Linked DNA regions of Danio rerio: region 2 is linked to region 1. The links are chromatin contacts, called in public HiChIP or PLAC-seq maps. All regions are on one chromosome and are shown on one strand. The core of a region is the stretch at or near the end of the contact, and the rest is flanking DNA. Distances in the headings are between cores, read along the strand shown.

Region 1 (7,194 bases), core at 2,516-5,015:
TCTCCTCCTCTGTTAGTTGGGTGCTGGTATCTTTCTTTATTTTTTTATTTGTCTCCACCATCTCCACCACCACCACCATCACCACCACCTTCTTCTTTTTCATCATCTGCTCCTTCTTCTCCACCACAATCTCATTCTGCATTATCTCCTTCTCTTCCTTTTTCTCCACCACCTTCTCCTCCCCACTTTTCTCCTCCTCCTCCTCATTTGTCTTTTCTTGCTTTGTGTTATCTTTCTCTTTGTCCACCACCTCCTCCTCTTCCATCACCTCCTCTTTCTTCTCCACCACTTCCTCCTGCATTATCTCCTTCACTTCTTCCTCTTCCACAATCATCTTTTCGTAGATCTCATGTTCAGAATCTGTTAAGACAAATGATTGCAGTTTGCACATAGTACAAAGTCATTTTCAAGGAGACGTTAAACTCCAGATAAAGGGGAGTAAAAATACAGTTTATTAATGAGATTATACACTAGAAAATATTGAGATGCAAAAACCATCATTTACCATCAGATGAGGAAAGTGTGAACGGCTCATTACGAGGACAGAAGCAGAACCATCGTAGAGCAGCTCTGATGAAAGAAGCAACCTTGCTCTTCTTTCTCTTCTTTCTCTTTTCTTTCACTTTCTCCTTCTCATCTGTTAAAAGAGAAATGATTGCACATCTTTACACACTTGTTGAGAAAAATTTAAAACGAACATTCACCAAAAACAAAAACCCCAATATATAACCATTTTAAAAAGTTATTGTAGCTAAACCAAGGTTACCACAAGTTTGCCATGGATTTGCTACACTTTTGTATTTTATTATTATTTATTGTATTGACTATAATATTTTATTATTTTCATGTTATATAAAACTGCCTACACAAATGATCAATGCACCAAACGATATAAAAACTACATGTTCAGTGCACTTTTTTAAAATAGAAAACTGAATACTGGGGTATATTGCACAGCTAGAGTTTTTCAGCCAACATTAAATTTCGGATTAAAGGTTTCTGTGATTATTTAACATTTTATAAACATCGTGATGTAAATAAATTACAATCAGTTAAATTAACCTAAGCATTCGTTTAGTTGTTCAAGCATAAAACGAGACGATAGTCTATTGTATGGAACCGCTAGCACCGTCAGTACCAGCAGGCTAGCGCAGAAACTCTTAAAATTTAAAATACTGAGCTAAAATAAATTTTCATGTTTATTTTAAATGTAATTTAATGCAGTGATTCTTGTCCGGTCTGAGACCCACTTTATATCAAATATATATTAGTCAGTGAAGATCACATATTTTTAAAGAAAACAGATCTTAAATGTGGTGATTTTGTAATGGAAAGACAGTTAAACGAAAGCCATCGGGCTGTCGGCTGAAAATGAAAAGTCTGTGTGCATATCTCATTTTACTAAAGGATTTTAGACTAAAGTTGTATCAGAAAAGCTGAAAATGAAATACATTATCATTTTACCCAAAATGTTGCATTAAGATGCACGTGAATGCAATGCTAGCCAGCAGTTTAACCAGCTGTCTATTATCCTGTACAAACATTATTTTTAATAGTAAGTATATTATTATGTCAGGAAAACACTGGATATTGGATAGCACAATGTAAATAAGACTCACTATTAGTGCCATTTCTTGGCCTTTCTTTGAGCTGCTTCACTTTTCTTTGGCTCTGGGAGATCTTGCAGGCTTTGGGAACTTCGTCTTCCTCCATTTTAGCAGCTGATGTTGTGGGGAGATCAGAAATCTGTTCAACCATCATATAATTCGGTACAGGGTTTCAGTCTTTCACCTGTAACCACTCAAAAACTTGGGGTTTGCTAGCTGGAATAGGATGAGGATTTCGGTCTTGCACCGTGAATCACTCAAACGAAAGATGTTCAATGGCTGAGACGGTCTCAAAACTCTCGGAACGCAAGTTTTTTAACACTTAACAGCCAAAAACACACCTGTACTACTCCACTTCAACAAACTCACAAGATATTCTCCGATGATGCAGGGCTTCAAGTACACTTTTGGAATGCGTTCTATTCTCAGAACATGTCACTATGGTAACAAGACATAAGACTAAGAAATGTTTTCTTTTAAACTCAAATGACTGCAAATGTGCAAATGACATAAAATAAATGAAAAAATAGCTAAATAAATTGATCTAAGGGACAAAAGCTGTCTTAAATAGATAATCAGTTAGAAATTGCTGTAACTGTAGACAAAGAAGCACAACAAATGAAACCTGAGAGTTTTTTGTGAAACTCAAACAACAAAACTGACATATATTGACTGAAATAATATCTAATAAATGAATTTAAAGTATTCCGCTTCAATGTGATCCATCCAGCTAGACATGCCGCAAATATACATGCCATTTCCATAAGAAATAAATAATATAGTCATTAGTGTAGGAGTGCAACATCAACTCGCAGAAAAACAAAAATCAAAACTAAATGTAAATAATTACCTTTGAACAGAAAATATAGTTTAACAAATGAAAATCAAGAAAATAATTCAGAATCAGGCCGTAAGAGGCAGAACAAATGTGTGCAAAAGCGCAGGCAACATATATTCAAAATGTGAATCAAAAATAGTTGAGTTGGTAACACTGAGTGATCAAAAAATGAAATACAAAATAACTTCATTTGCTAAAGTATAGCCAGAATGATTTTTTAATCTGCAGATAATGCTAAACATGCTAAACTTTTAGGAATAGTGTATTATTGTTATAATTGATCATTTTTATATCCCTTTACATAATCTTCCATTTACAATCAAATTATTTACATAAGAAAGTGTGAGTGGACAACATAAAGTTTATAAATAGGCATGAAACTTAAGGGTTTATAACAGAAGCGCATTAGAATAAGAGTTATACTCAATCAATTTGGACCAAATCCAAACAATATATATTTTTGCATTTTTTGTGTTGTTTTCTTCATAATAAATATACTTTTAACAATGTTAAACTTGTAATTAAAAAAGAGGCTTGTTGAAAAAAATCTACACAACTATTCAATTCAATTCAGCTTTATTTGTATAACGCTTTTACAATGTAGATTGTGTCAAAGCAGCTTCACATAAATGGTCATAGTAACTGGATAAGATGCAAACTAGAGTTTTCTAGTTTTGACACATTAAAATATGTGGTAAAGAAATAACTACATGTGTTCCTTTTTCAATTTCATTGGTCTAACCAGGCCATTAACCGAAAACCATTAGTGTTTAGACATGTATGATCTAAAATCTCATTCATAATGGTCTTAAAATTACCTTAAAATGTCTTAAATTTGACTTGATGAAACCTGCAGAAACGCTGAAATAATGAGGGCTTTTGTTATGGTGCAGACAGAGAAAGGTAACTTTTTACTACAATAAAATCACATTAAATACATTTCCTTATTGAAATCATTATTAATTTTAAATGAATTCAAATCAAAAGAGCTAGTCAAAGCTGTTAAGTATTGCCAAAGTATTGCAGAATACATAAACAATGAGTACAATCTTAAAGTGATTTTGTAATACATATATAGAATATATACCTACACACACTTAGTTTTAATAAGTACGCAAATAAGAAAAACTGATATGATTATTAAAAGATAATGGAAAAAAATATTAAGAATAATAAATAAAAATACAATACACAATGGTTTATTTATTCAGATGGTTTGTAGTAATACCATCCATATATATATATGTGTGTGTCTGTGTGTGTGTGTGTGTGTGTGTGTGTGTGTGTGTGTGTGTGTGTGTGTGTGTGTGTGTGTGTGTGTGTGTGTGTGTGTGTGTGTGTGTGTGTGTGTGTGTGTGTGTGTGTGTGTGTGTGTGTATTGTGTTTTTTGCATCATATAAGTATTTTGACTTTAATAATGGGAATAAAATAAACTTTAAACAAACCTTAGATGGAAATAATGAAAAAAGCAAAATGATAATTAGAGGGAAAAACATAAATCCAAAATTATTTAGTCACATAATACAGTATATATTCACTGGCCACTTTATTAGGTACACCTTAATTCGCCTTCCGAACTGCCTTAATTCTTCGCGGCATAGATTCAACAAGGTACTGGAAATATTCCTTAGAGATTTTGGTCCATATTGACATGATAGAATCACTAAGTTGCTGCAGATTTGTCAGCTGCACATCCATGATGTGAATCTCCCTTTCCATCATATCCCAAAGGTCCACTATTGGAGGCCATTTGAGTACAGTAAACTCATTGTCATGTTCAGGAAACCAGTCTGAGGCATTGACATAATGCTCAATTGGTACTAGTTGGTTCAAATTGGCACAATAGAATAAAAACAGTTATACTAGGAATTAGTATTCAGATACTTTTTTTTCTATGTGAATATATTTGAAAATCGATTAGATTCCTGTGATTTAGTTGTTCAGAATTTTTTGTTTGTTTGTTTAGAAAAACTTCTCAAGCACACATTATATGATTTGCCATTTTAAAGACGTTTCTAATGTTACAAAAGATTTTATTTTAAATGAATGCTGCTGAAATTGATTTTTGTGTACAGAGTGTTAAAAGTAAAATGTATGAACTGCATAAAATTTTAGATTTGATCATATATTAACAAAATAAATCTAATGTATGTATTAATTGGTTTTTAAAGGTTCAAAGGTTTTAAATTATGAATAATAAATGTAGCAGGACATTAAATATATATATATATATATATATATATATATATATATATATATATATATATATATATATATATATATAAAAGAGAGAGAGAGAGAGAATAAAAATAAGTGTGTCCTTCTAGCGGCCCAATACATTAATGCTTGTCACAAAAAGAGAGAGCAGACCAAAAAAACATCAGTGATGCGCCGGCAGAAACACACACACACCTAGGTGATTATAAATTAATCATTGTAAATATACTGATTATTATTGTTTTTATTACTGTTTTATCCTAAAATGTTGATTGTTAAATGTAGTTTATTCTGATCTATGTTTGTATTGATTTTTATGAAAAATATGATATGTTGAATAATAATATAATATATTGAATATTAATGTGATATATTAAATAATATGCTGTATTGTTAATATTTTATTTAATTATTATATATAAATATCATCTTTTTTTACTACTACTATTTTTTACTATTTAATTTTTATATGTATGTTACTTTTTATGTAAACTTTATAACTGCTTTGGCAATACATTTGTAACATTTGTCATGCCAATAAAGCAATTATTGAATTGAATTGATTAGAATAAACTTTTAAACTTTTAGATATTTTTTTAAATATTAAAGACTACCAAATAGAATAGAAATTGGATTGTTGATTGTAAAAAAAAGAACTTTTTACAGTTTCTAAGAATGAATATGAATAAAATACTGTTTACCTGTCATCACTTTTCACCTTCAGCTTACAAACCTGTTTGAGTTTGTTTCTTTTGTTGAACTCACAACAGGATAATTTGAATATGGAGAAAAGCAGCAGCCATTAACTTCCATAGTATTTTGTATTACTACTATGGAGGTCAATGGCTGTATTTTTCCAACATTCTATGTATCTTCTTGTTTTGTGCTCAACAGAAGAAATATGTTCATAAAATCTTGTGTAAATGGTTAGTAAATTTTTTATTTTTGCGTGAACTGTCCCTTTAACTGTTTTAATTTCATGTGTATGATCTAGGCCTCAGAAGGCTCTCATGGAGTCAAACGCCCTCATGATAGCAACCACGTCTCTGGTCCTCCTCAGAAGTCTCCCTGCACTTCTCCTGCTCCAGCAGCAATGCAGCGTTTAGAAGACGACGAGCAGCCCGAGAACAAGGTTGAAGAGGAAAGTGTAAGTGTTCCTGCTGCCGAACAAAACCCTCGTTCTCGGCGGAAGTCCTTGAGGAGATCATCCAGAGGCCGGCGCTCTCTACCGGCCTTCAGCAGCTCCTCTCAGCGTGAGTCCTGCATCACAGAGCCTTTTACAGGACGTTCTGCTGGAGTCATTTCTGATTGTTGATGTTCTCTTTTAGCTCTGTGTGAAACCATCAGTCTGTCTTTACCTGATGATGAGAGACTGGAGATGCTCATGAAAGCTGCGATGCAGGTCTTTACAATGCAGTTTTTGTATTACTTTTTGGTCCTTGATGAGTTTGACTTTTTACCTTTTCGTCTTTGCGGATTGTTTTCTAGAGGACGGTGCAGAGGGTCAAAAGCAGTCTGTACACCATCCCTGGTGTTGATACAGAGACTCTTCAGACTCAAGGTAAGTAAAGTCAGGGTTTTTAAGTGTTCTGTCTGGATCAATGGTAATGAAAGTATGATCAGTCCTCAGTGTTACATTTTCATGACTTTTTTTGGTAGGAAATTCATTAAAAAATAACAGCTTTTTAAAAAACATTTAAGAGACAACTTCAAAGTTATTATTGTGTATCTGGATTTGGCTTTAATAGGTACACTGAGTGAAATGTCCATTTGTTAGTTTTTTAAACTACTGATAATGTGTTTTAAAATTTTCAATCAAGAGTTATCATTTAGATCATTTATTTATGAAAATAGATCAATATAAAATATTCACTTTTCAGAGCTTAAAACCATTTTATTTATTATTGTTGTTCTTTATTGGGATGGCAGAGTGTTTAGACAGGAAGTAGCATGGAGCCAGATCAGTTTCAAAACTAATACATTTACAAAGAAGTTTTACACATCCACAACACAATTCACTTTTACAAAATCCAATTTGTAAGTTCAAAACACAATTTGTAAATCCACAAGTCCAATTTGTAAATTTAAAACAATTAAAAATTACACAAATCCCATTATTAAGTTCAAAACACAATTCAAAAATACACAAATTTAATTGTTAAGTTCAAAACACATTTTGTGAATGCACGAATCCCAATTCGTAAATTCAAAGCATGATTCAAATACCATTCGTAAGTTCAAAACACTATTCGTAAATATACAAATCCCATTCATAAATTCAAAACACGATTTAAAAATACACAAATTCCATTTTTAAGTTCAAAACACGATTTAAAAATTCACAAATTCCATTTGTAAATTCAAAACACAATTTGTAAATACACATTCCATTCATAAGTTTAAAACACGATTCAAAAATACACAAATTCCACTCTTAAGTTCAAAACACAATTTGTAAATGCACAAATCCTATGTATAAATTTATACATGACTGAAATACTATTCACAAGTTCAAAACACAATTCGTAAATA
Region 2 (7,194 bases), core at 1,767-4,266, 150 kb after region 1:
GCAAGCCAGCAGAAAGAAACAAATGAAGGCAGAATTTACCAGTTCTCTGGGAATCCATGAAGGAACAGCATTAGAGGCTTTTTGTGGTCTCCTTTAGTCACATAATGAAACCTCAAACCTGAGCTCTGCAGGGTAAAACAAAGACAAACAACAACAAAACAGATTTAGAGTATAGGAAATAATTAAAAAAACAAAGTCAAAATAAATTATTTTAATAAGTATACTAGTAGTTTAAGTCGATATCAATCAGCCTTTAAATAAATTCCATTCAACAGTAAATCTGCAAGAGTTACAGCGCTGAAGTGTGATCATAAAGACAAAGGAAAGCCAGCAGGATTGTGAACGCCGTGCTATTTTTTTAAACACAGGTGGCGCACTAACACCAGATTTGGACAATCCTTTAGCCTTTCATTCACCTTTCTAAAGACACAGGACACAGGAGGAGAAATACTGCTGGTTTACTTTTACGTTTTCAATGAGAGACTGCCATTAAATTTACAGCAAAATTAGCCTACAATTATAACTTAAATAAACACCAAAAAATAGTCGACAACGTTACTCGCCAATTATATTAAAATTTTTATTTAACCTACTGTATAGCTTCAAAAATAATATTTGTATAATACTGTGTTGAAAGATAATCTTTCAAAAAATCATCCGATAGCATAAATAACTGATATTTTTTCCATTTAAAATCCTCTCACCCTGCCCTTCAGAAATGCATGGTCACCAAGCTCAGGGTCTTGAAGACAGGCTGGGGGTTTCTTTCGGACGGTCCATTGAAAAGTTCCATATGGATCCTTTAATCCAGTCCAGGCGATCCGGATCAAAACCAAGCAAGCAGTCAGTCCAGCTGTGCCATACACCACAATGTAATAGACCAAAGAGAGGGTCCATAAGCTTAGCCGTGTTGGTAGTAAAAGCCAGTGCATTAAAGAGTTGCTCATGATTATATAACAGTAATAGTCAGAGAGATATATCTAGAGACATTATAGCTAATGCTGCTTGTCTTTGGAGAAGTTCACCCTTCAATACACCCCATGTGACTTTGTGGAAACAACTGTCACTGAGCTATTTTTATACCACATATAAATTATCCAGAAGACTGACTTAATCACAATGCTTTTTTTCTTAATCGAACAATAACATACATGGATAAGCTATGTAACCTGAACTGCTGATTAATATTGTTAATATTAGTTTGTGTCAATAAATTTGCCAATTCTAAAATAACATTGTTTTTTTTTAAGTCTTTGAGTGGTTGATCAAACTCAGTACACCAGAAAGGTAAGCTATTTCTCTGCAAAGTTTGACAACAAAAAGTATATTTCTAAGTATATATAGTATATTTATTAATTATTTAGTTACAATTTTATTTACTTTTTAATATTTTTTACCCATAGACTGTTGATTACTTATTGTATGTAATCTCTATTGTAAAACTTATTACCTCCTATGATCTGTCCACCTCCTATGATCTGTCTCCCCTAAAAAGTGTGATGTTTTGTGTATGGTCTGGGTGGTCCAATTTCGCTATATAAAAGTGTAGTGACAAATAAAGGCTTGATTGATACCTGATTGATACCTTGATACCTGTTCCTTTTTGTTTTTATAAATAAATAAATAAATAAATAAATACAGTTGAAGTCAGAATTATTATTTTTTCTTTTTTTTTAAATTCCACAAATGATGTTTAACAGAGCAAGGAAATTTTCACAGTATGTCTGAAGATATATATATATATTTTTTTTTTTTTGGAGAAAGTGTTATTTGTTTTATTTTTGCTGAAATAAAAGCAATTTTTAATAATTAAAAAAAATCATTTTAAGGTTAAAATTATTAGCCCCTTTAAGCTATATTTATTTCCAATAGTCTACAGAACAAACAATCATTATACAATAACTTGCCTAATTACCCTAACCTGTCTGGTTAACCTAATTAACCTAGTTAAGCCTTTAAATGTCGTAGAAGTGTCTTGAAAAATATCTAGTAAAATATTATGTACTGTCATCATGGCAAAGATAAAGTAAATCAATTATTAGAAATGAGTTATTATAGCTATTATGTTTAGAAATTTGTTGAAAACATATTTTCTCCGTTAAACAACATTGGGGAAAAATAATATATATATATATATATATATATATATATATATATATATATATATATATATATATATATATATATATATATATATATATATATATATATATATATATATATATATTTGCAAGACTTAGAACTTGTTCATATTAGATTATATATATATATATATATATATATATATATATACATACATATATACATACATACATACATACATACATACATACATATATATATATATATATATATATATATATATATATATATATATATATATATATATATATATATATATATATATATATAATCTAATATGAACAAGTTCTAAGTCTTGCAAATAGGTGAAGATTGCTTATTTTTATTTTTATTCAGCCCCTCTTTTGCTTATAAAAATGCCCATGTGTGTAAATGTCCAATTATAAATGGTAATTCATCAATATGTTGTGTACGAAAAGTTTTATATTAACATTACTTTTAAATGAAGCTATTTTTACATTGACTATCACAGAATTTCATGCCCAACCAATTCCCTCACGGAGTAAATTGATTTATTAAAGCATATTTATTCAACTTTAGCTCAAGGTTTGTTCATTAGTTTAAATCTTAGCACATTGCTTTTAATACATTGTAGATATTTATATGTTGTTTCGTGCATGCAATATAATAGGCAGAAAGAAAGAACGATATGGAACAAAAATGAACACTATAAAGATTTATTTCTGTCCTGATGTCTTTCCATTGATTAAACTAGACTTTTCTCCCACCACGTCGCCTCATACTGCTCTCTAATTTGAGACTGTGGTTTAAAAGCGAGCAGAGCGGCTTTAAGTGATCTTTCACACGTGTGACAGCAGCGCTCGCTGTCCTCACGTCCTGTGCGTCCTCCGCGCTGCATGACGTCACCGACGTCTCGAGCTGTTTGTTCTGGATTGTGGGAGAGAAAGAGCCCGCGCGTCCTCACAACAAAATAAAGCAGGTAAATAAACTCACGGCTTTCATACTTATGCAAAGCGTTTATTTCTTACTAACGGTGCCAGCGTGTGCTGCGTCGTTTCGAGCAAGGGTCAAGCGCGCTAATCAGCGCTGAAATGATTGTCTGGTGTGCGCGGAGAGAGCGGCCTGTGTGTCGCCGAATGCTAATGCTAGCTACTAGGAAAGCACACTCGTTCGTGAAAACGGCTCAGTGTGGATGTGTTTTAGCCCTTTGGCTGGATGCATGTGTGCTTTAGAGACGAAGTATGTTCTGTGCATTAGGCGTGTGTTAAAGAAAAGGATAATGCAGGGTACTGAGGTTGTTTGTTAGCATTAGGCCGACTGCTGTATAGTTTTAGCATCGCATCCCTGCTCTGCGCAGCTTGACGGCCGCGCTGCGCGAAAATCTCACGTTTCCCTGTGCGGGAATGCAGGCGATTTAACGTAGAATGCTTCGAGAATGCCCGCACTTTTACGCACGGTCAAATTAATTAAGTCGGGTTCATGTGATCCGCGCTCGTTTCAAGCGTCTGACATTGACAGATGTCTATTAATCACGGCTCGTGTTAGTTTCAGGCTTTTGATCAGTGGTGAGCGTGTGTTTTGATCATGTACGCACACTGAGATACGTGCACGACGAGTCCGTGACACACACAGTTAGCATTGATAGCGGGTCAGAGCAAATGTACACCTCGTTCTCTTGCTGTTAATGCCGGTTATACTGACCCAAACCGCATTATATCCCTCTAGTATTTGTTTTGAGTGTGTATGAGCCCGTTTAACGGGAATATAACTGCGTGGCCTCAGTGTTTGAGCGACTTTGAGTGTAAGGACTCAGCTGAGCTGCCCGCAGTCGCCATTTTGTGTTTCTGCGCCGTATAACGGGAAGCTCGCAACCTTTACGTTGTAAGCAAAATGCAATGCAAGAAAGTAAATGTATATAGTAGAAATGTGTGTTTTTAGTGTTAGTATTATAACTATATTTTAAAGTAAGGTAAATTTGGTTCGAAACGCTGTCAGTTTGCAGCTCTTATCAGTCGCGGTATTAGCCTCGCAATGCTTTCGGTTTGCGTTCAGATTTCATTTTAGTGATCCTGATTTGGTTGCAGAAATTTCGGTTGTCTCGTTATAGAGGTAAACGCATATATGGTGTATTAAATACATTCAGCATAAGCTGTTAGTTCAACACCAGAACTTGCATGACGAGCAGTTTTTGCGTTGTTTGGTTTCTGGCATCACCGTCATCGTAGCTCTGTGATTGACAGCTGATGCATGACTGACAGGTTTCCAGGCCTAGCTTGATTTGTTGTTTTTAAACGATTAATTGAGCAATTTTGTGCACTTTATAATGTTTGTTGGAGTTCTGAGTTGAATTAGTGTCAGCTACTATCACATTCAGCTTGTGAATGTGAAATTGTGTTAAGGGCTTTTACTGTATTGCAAATAACTTTGTGATTGACAGTTTTGTTCTGTGGTATTAAACGGTTTTTATATTGTGTAAACTAATCTGGTGACTATGAATCGACAGCCTGCCTTATAATCTTTGTGGTCATTAATTTGGAGTGAGCAACACTTGGAATTTATTACTAATAAAATGAGAATCACAATCGTTGTGAATGTCTTCACAATCTAAATAACATGCATTTTAAGCCCATAATTTAATTCTTTAAAATTTACATTTATTAACCTCAAATAAATGTTAACTGATTTTGTTTTAATTGTTTTATGTGTCAAGTTTTCAGCTTCCATGCTCTCAAAATCATTGAGAAATAGTGAGAAATTGCCATATTATAGTAATGTTATACGTCTTTTAAAAGAATGCAACTTAATTTTATTAGTAAATATTTTTATTTAATATAATAACTATTTATTTTAAAGCATTATTGCAGATTATTTAAGAAAATAACACCACCAGGTAACACCCCCCCAAGTCATTATTTTGGTCAGATATGCTAAACAATCTTGATATACAGCACCGACGTAATTAAAGTCCTCCCAGCCTATGGTGCAAACAAGCAATGCATAAATAAATATACAAAACAGGGTATTCAAACAGTATACTTGTTGTCATTACATTGTTAAATTAACTGTAACTAATAAAAAAAAACATAATTCTACTTCAGCTACGTTAACCCATGTTTACAAATGTTACCTTACTCTACAAAGTTAGTGAAAAAAGTCTATAAATAGTCACAGAATTTTTATTCATTTTCTTTTCAGCTTAGTCCCTTTATTATTCTAGGGGTCACCACAGTGGAATGAACCGCCAACTCATCCAGCATATCTTTTTAGCAGTGGATGCCCTTCTAGCAACAACCCATCTCTGGGAAACATCCACACACACTCATTCACAGTCATACACTACGGACAATTTAGCCTAATTCACCTGTACCGGAGCACCCAGAGGAAACCCATGCGAATGGAAGGAGAACAAGCAAACTCCACACTGAAACGCCAACTGACCCAGCCGAGGCTCGAACCAGCAACCTTCTTGCTTTGAGGCGACAACACTACCTACTGCGCCACTGCCTCGCCCTTACAGAATTTTAATGCCGTATAAACGTGAAAATGTTCCAGTTTAAAACGAAATGGCATCTTCAAGAATTTACCACCACTGCAATACAACAATCTGAATATGATTTTAAAAAAGCACTCTAAAATTTTAAGTATTTTGAAGCGCCCACTAAGGCTGCATGTTTCTGGCTAAAATGAGAATCACAATTTGTTTTCCTTAAAATTAAGATCACGATTCTGTAGATGTTAAATAAAGGGTAATATGAACAGGCTATGATTATTGTTATTCTTAAACATATGATAAAATAGCAATAATAATAATATTATTATGTGTAGGTCTACTGTTGGTCAACATGCTAAATTTTGTGTAGACTTGCAGTGATGGACCCGCATAGGCTTTAAATTCGTCCTGGTCATTACCGCACAGTAAAGTAATCAGAATACAACCATTCATAGTTCTGAAGTTGAGTTATGATGTTTGAGACATATGCTTGCAACCTGTCATTGACAACATTTATATTACACCATTTTTTTTCACTTTTAAAATTAGATATTTGTCATTATCAAATTCTTTTTTGCGTTATATACAACATAACATAGGCTAGAGTAGTTATACTGACACTGTTAAACATTTTTTCTTATGCACAACACTCATATCAAATGCTTGTTGTAATCATAACGCTAAAATGCGATATCATCATTTGGTGTGTGAGTTTTTGGTTTCACTTTACTGCTGAGTCTGGTTTATGTCATGACTGATGTCACTTTGAGGAAAACAAACAAACAAAAAACTTGCATGCCAATCAGTCTTCCTGTGCGACTCCCAGACAGTCACTGTGCAACAGCCTGTTCACTATTTACAACTTTATTACCTGTTATTCTCTGCCTATGCAGGTTCTGTTCAATAAAGTAGACATCATTTGAGGCTACGCGAGTCCTCTCTGTGGTAAGCACACAGCTCACTTGTGATTTCGCGGCCATGAATACATTACATGAAGACATGCGTTACATTTTTGGGTGCGTTATACTTTATAAATACAGTATGCTGCCTCTCAACACTGTTTGGAGGTTTCCATGTTTTTCAATTAGTTGTGCAGCCGTAACTGCTATATTGATATTGTGCATTTTTATAATGAGTCATTGTGTATATGGCTCATGTCTAGTTTACGTCATGTTACATTTTACACTTCACTGCCATTTGCACTGCTGAGGGCATCTTGAAAGTTAAATGAAAGATTCAAATGAAAACTCTCATGTCTGTATCTAGAAGTATCACTGTAACAGTCGAGAGGAGAGAAAAAGTCACGCTAGCAGGTCAAATAGGCCACAGTGAGGGAGAGAAAAATGGAGTTTACTTTCATTTTCTCAATTCTCAAAATTTGTGCACAGTTTCTGTGTTTGTAAGTAGTTGGAGCGTTGTAAATACTCACCATAGTAAGCTACGGCGACATATATGAGATGAATGACGTCACTACATAATAACCGGTTATGATTATTAATGAACCGATACCAAATTGTCCGCATCTGCATCGTGGTGCACCGAATTGGCCGGCCGCGGGCTGAATCCGGCCCCCGAGGCACTTTGTTCCAACCCTCCAAACA

What was found. HiChIP or PLAC-seq counts read pairs in DNA pulled down with a chosen protein or histone mark.
Region 2: an H3K4me3 HiChIP or PLAC-seq map of gastrula embryo shows a contact between it and region 1, with 2.6 times the contacts expected there. The contact joins the promoter of brd4 here to the promoter of LOC137489850 in region 1. A contact is called at or near these places in 1 of 18 Hi-C or Micro-C datasets (caudal fin) and 1 of 4 datasets of contacts at active chromatin or transcription factors (gastrula embryo).

What each region holds. Positions count from the first base shown.
Region 1 is chr3:55,497,525-55,504,718 of GRCz12tu, forward strand. LOC137489850 reads right to left here and starts at 3,766. Exons shown (of 4, transcript XM_073945057.1): 1 at 1,620-3,766; 2 at 506-637; 3 at 290-360; 4 at 1-61. The coding sequence starts at 1,761. It overlaps dsn1 (DSN1 component of MIS12 kinetochore complex), which reads left to right. Exons shown (of 11, transcript NM_001386492.1): 3 at 5,657-5,915; 4 at 5,991-6,064; 5 at 6,151-6,223.
Region 2 is chr3:55,647,861-55,655,054 of GRCz12tu, forward strand. brd4 (bromodomain containing 4) reads left to right here and starts at 3,017. Exons shown (of 20, transcript NM_001111281.2): 1 at 3,017-3,082. LOC570571 (epoxide hydrolase 4) reads right to left here and starts at 1,084. Exons shown (of 7, transcript XM_068219440.2): 1 at 705-1,084; 2 at 40-125. The coding sequence starts at 947.